2 separate regions of the Xenopus laevis genome follow, and region 2 is linked to region 1. A link is a contact called in public Hi-C data. All regions are on one chromosome and are shown on one strand. The core of a region is the stretch at or near the end of the contact, and the rest is flanking DNA. Distances in the headings are between cores, read along the strand shown.

The links. Hi-C and Micro-C count contacts between places; a contact is called where the count stands out from the background.
Region 2: a Hi-C map of animal cap shows a contact between it and region 1, with 8 times the contacts expected there. A contact is called at or near these places in 3 of 4 Hi-C or Micro-C datasets (the XL177 cell line, the XTC cell line and animal cap).

Annotation. Positions count from the first base shown.
Region 1 is chr1L:159,862,451-159,865,150 of Xenopus_laevis_v10.1, reverse strand. The region is part of intron 5 of LOC108715698; the gene reads right to left. Among protein-coding and RNA genes, the nearest start is that of LOC108715698, 56 kb to the right of the region's middle.
Region 2 is chr1L:159,920,692-159,923,391 of Xenopus_laevis_v10.1, reverse strand. All of the region lies in intron 6 of LOC108715698, which reads right to left. Among protein-coding and RNA genes, the nearest start is that of crybb3.L, 21 kb to the left of the region's middle.

The DNA of each region.
Region 1 (2,700 bases), core at 176-2,675:
TGCTAAAAGCCAATTAAGTAAGAAACTTTGTTTCTTTTTCTGACTGTTCAATGCAGAGAAAATAGGGACTTTCCTGTACAAATGAGGGACGGCAGGTTGAGCTGACAAAAGAGGGACTGTCCCTCCGAAAAAGGGACAGTTGGGAGGTATGAAACTGCAAGAAGAATAATTAAAACAGAAATGTCACCGTTTCCCATGGGTTACTGGCCAGGTGCATATTTGCCTATTGTTGATAAATGAGCCCCAACATTAAGAAAGTTGCTGTGGAACTCTGTGATGGAGACAGGGGTGCAAGGGGTGGAAAGGAGATACATTTAATTTTAGAGAGCTCCTATCCAGAGGCAGACGGGTTTGGTGAAAAAGATAAATAAGGCACCGTCCTGTTTCCTGTACTGACAGATCCTGGATAAGCGATGTCATTGTATGTAGCACTAACAACATGCCATATTACACATCAGCTATAGGAAACCTGGGGTCCTCCAGTTGTTTCTAGCTGCCTGCAGTTGAAGCCAGTGGAAATACCGGCTATAGATTTATCCTGGCGGCTCTCCAAATAAATACCTTTCCTTTATTCTTTGTAATTTTAAAGAATGATCCAAAAAAAGACACTTGTAAAATAGCAGCAACTGAGAGCCCCCCCCCGTGTCACTCATTATACTGTAGTTCTTCTACTATCAAACATCAAGCATTCTATGAACCAATTTAAAGGAAAATATAAGAAAAAGTGTAATGTTCTAGCACAAGTCAAAGAAGCCATTAGAGCTAATGTTTCTAAAGTATTTGCAAAGCAGTAACTCACCCAGACTGTCCCAAAAAATTTAAAGCAGTGTGACAGGTAGTAATAGTCCATGTTGCAGATACTAGTTGCAGTTGCTCATCCTGGGTGCCTTGTCGTTATTAGCCCCACCGCACTAAGTACTCAGACGGACATCAATAATTTACATGTTCCTCATCACAACGAGGGAAGCTTCCTCTTTCATCAGCAAGGTTACACGTAGGGGATTAGCCAGTCATACGAGACAACAGGCTGGGTAAAAACTTGCAAGTGGAACTTTTACTGACTGCGTACACATTAGCCGAGGTGCACTGAAACAGCTCTGGGAGGTGGATGTATTCATATTTATATCAACTGAGTGGGACATTGCGGGGTATTACTATTTATACTTCTGGAGTAATGCTCCTATCATTTGGATAGAAAAAAACACTGTAAACATATTGATTTCATGGTGTCTCTTTCTCTTGTACTGCCAGCATGCTTACAGTCTAGCAGCCAAAAAGCAGTTTAGATCAGTACCTAGAATAATAAACAGGCGCCCCAGGGTAAAGGCATTAGCATCTATATTATAGTGTCTGCTGTTTCACATACAAATGTAAATGGATAAGAGCAGCTGATTCAGCACCATCCTGTTCTACATTCACACCCAAATAGGGATCTCAATGTGCAACACCAAGAAACTGAAACGTCCTAAGCATTCAGCCTTATGGCACCTCAGATGGGGATGTGGAATTAGATATGTAAATTCAGCTTTTTCACTTTTTCTAAATAAACATGTCTCTATGGCTTGCACTTTCCATTCCCTATCTATGTTGCCCCATGTTCTTTTTACTAGCTTGTGGATCTACATACAGAGTGAACCTCAACACTGATGGAACGGGGAACAGCAGCAAAATGCTGGTGTGCTATTAGATGTATTTATCCTTTTTTTTCATGTTAACACTTACATAAATACAAGACATACATAAATAGAATATTTACATATTAACCACTGTATAACAGGGAACAAATCACCAGAACATTCCTATCACTTTGCTTAGGACAATGTAGCCACCATGTAAAATAACCTAACATAAATACTGCGTCAATATACAGTTTGTTTAGACAAGTGTAAACTATTGTATAGACTGTGATGAAAGAATATTCAGACTACTGTGGTCATAAAATATTCCCTACTTAGGGAAATAAGCAATACAGGCATGGGACAGGTTATCCAGAATGCCTGGGATTTTCTGGATAACAGATCGTTCCGTAATTTGGATCTTCATACCTTAAGTCTACTAGAAAATCATTTAAACGTTAAATAAATGCAGTAGGATTTTTTTTGCCTCCAATATGGTTTAGTCAGGTCAACTTAGATCAAGTAAAAGGTACTGTTTATTATTAAAGATAAAAAGGATTTTTTTTTTTAAATGTAATGATTTGGATGAAATGGAGTCTATCGGAGATGGCCTTCCCAAGATTTAGAGCTTTCTAGATAACTGGTTTCTAGATAACGGATCCCATACCTGTACTGTAGATATTATGTATATGTATGTGCTGAATATCAAAGAACACACTCTGTACTATCTGATTGTGGCATAACCAGATGGTGTATGTGTGAAACGGAGCCATGTTCTTGCTTCTCACCTTATTTACATGCTTCTATAGCAAAGGTCTAGCAACAACTATAACAAACTGATTTTTTTTTTTTTTTTTTTTAATAAAGATAACTAAAAGTCATCATCAATTAAACCCATACACATGTATAATGTAAGAATCTCCAAATGAGCTTATTTAATTCCTTAGGCTACGAACACACGTGGATACGTGCAGCGTTTTCAGCAAGCTTCACACTGCTAGCTGACCGCAGAGTAAAATCCGCTAGCGTAGCATGTCATTGCCGAAGGTTGAAACCGCAAGCGTTTTTACGCATCGGCCATTTT
Region 2 (2,700 bases), core at 57-2,556, 58 kb before region 1:
GATAAGATCTTTCTGTAATTTAGATCTCCATAAGTTTAGTCTACAAAAAATAGTGTAAACATTAATTAAAGCCAATAGGATTGTTCTGCCCTCAATAAGGGTTAATTATAGCTTGGTTGTGATCAAGTATAAGGTAATGCTTAATTACTAAATATTATGGAGTCTATGGGAGATTTATTTTAAAAATTGAGTCTATGGGATATGGTCTTCGGTCCTGGAACTTTCTGGATAACAGGTTTCCAGATAATGGACCCCATACCTGTAATACAAAGCTAAGAATAACTGTGTATGGAAATAACAGATCAGAGTCCCCGTAGTGCCACAGTCCGGACTTTTCACAAACTGTGGCACTACGGGGACTCTGATATATATGCTTAAACATTGTGGAAATGTGAGTGCAATCACTTTATATATATATTTCATTATTAAAGAGGATTTTACACTATTCCTATAGAGCTATTGGAACATTGGAGGGAAAAGGGCAGACTGTCTGTGAAGGCCAGCACTATACCTGAAGGCCCATAAGAATTTTTAACGTTTGTGAGTACCCACCTAAAAATCACACTGGTTGGATAAAAGGTGATGGTAAGAACTTGTGAAGGAGAAGGAGTATCCCCCTTTATAGAGTGTGTGACCACCCAGAAACAAAAAATACTACACTATATTAGTCTATTGTCCCTTTTGTCTATCCTAAAGCTGTTTTGAGCGCTGGTCCATTGATATTTACATTACTTGATTGTTACATCCGAAGGAGAACGGATAGCACTGCGTAGCTTGACATCGCTATATAAATAAATGATGATAAATGATGATGATACTGGGCACTGGCAGAGGATGTGGACCACAGGACCCTGGATCATTTTTTTTACATATCTATTTCTATAGAACAGTTACTGCCTATTAATGAAGTAAACAAAAGCTAATCATGTTGAATATAACATCTCCCGTTCTAACACAGTGTCTGTATGTCACTTGCAGTACATAAGTCTTTGGCTTGTACGAATATGTTGGTGTTTCATGAAAATAATAAAATAAATATGAGTAATAAAACCTTCTTACAACAAACACAAAGCGCCATTTGCTTTTGAGAACCTGACGGGCAGAAACTGTAACAAGAGACGAGTACACGGACGTTATCTGCTCCCCTTCCATAATGTTCCATTTGCAGTAATTACGCACATATGTTATTCCCAGCCTGTCTGCCTAACACAAGAATTCAGCAATGACTGATCCTATAAACAAGGGGGATGAGATAAGCGGATCTCTTTTAGTGCTGTGTCACACACAGCATTCTCGCCAATGGCATCTATACATAGCCTTTCCACTTTATTTCTGGCCTACTAGGGAAGTGGATATTGTTTCCCAAAGAGACTGCCCTTCTGCATGTGTAAATATTTGAATTTAGCTGTGAGGTAAATGTACACAGCTACAGATCATCTGCTGCTTATTCCCTGATGTAATGGTGTCAGTAGTATGCACAGTGCACTAAAGACACTGACACCCTATCATCATCATCATCTTATGTATAGAGTTATAAACATGGGGCCAACACAGTGCCCTTGGAAGTTTCACTAATGTTATTTAGATGCTATTAGGCATATCAACAATGACCAGAGCGTTCTACATTTTTATAGGGTTCAGGGGTCCTAAAAATGAGCCCAAACTCGAGGAAGCAGCACATGTAATACACTCAGGGGTTATTTACCTTTAAATTAACTTTTAGTATTCTTTAGTATTATGTTGAGAGTCACATTCTGAGACAATTTGCAATTGGTTTCCATTTTCTATTTGTGGTTTTTGAGTTATTTAGCTTTTAATTCAGCAGCTCTCTAGTTTGCAATGTCAGCAATTAGGTTACCCTAACAACCATGCATTGATTTAAATAAACAACTGGAACAGGAGAAGGCCTAAATAAAAAAAATCAGTAACAATACATTTGTAGCTTTTCAAATAATTGAAAACTTATACAAAAGAAATAAAGCAGACCAATTGAAAAGCTGCTTAGAACAGGCCGTTCTACAACATAGCAAAAGTTAAAGGAAAACTATACCCCCCCCCCGAACAATGTAGGTCTCAAAAAGAAGATATTTTATACAACAGCTCATATGTAAAACCCTGCTTCATGTAAATAAAACATTTTCATAATAATATACTTTTTAATTTTATGTGCCATTGAGTAATCTTAAATATAATAAAAAAATAAGGGCCTCCCCCTGGGATCGTAGGATCCACGGTGCACACAAACGAACCATACATGTTAGGTCACATAAGCCAATTAAAAGACAGAGTTCTGTCTTTTGCTTCAACACTTCTTCCTGTTACAGTTAGAGTTGTAGTATTTCTGGTCAGGTGATCTCTGAGGCAGCACACAGACCATCACAAAATGGTGGTTCAAGGCAAGAGATGTAAAAGGGCAATATTTACTTAAAGAATCTTACCAAAGTGGTATATATATTTATATATATCTGTTGCTTAAACTTTTATTTTGGGGGTAAAGTTTTCCTTTAACTTAAAGATGTCCAGTACTAATGGACAGAGCAAAGAAAGTGAATGGCTTCCATTGTGAAATGGCAACCTGGTCACTGCAAAGAGTCTTCCTGTGTCAGGTGGGTTATTTGGCCCCTGATAAAAGTGACCCTTCTGAGTAAATCAGACTGTAAGCTCAAACTGGCCTAGGTCTGGTGTGAATGTCGAAAAATC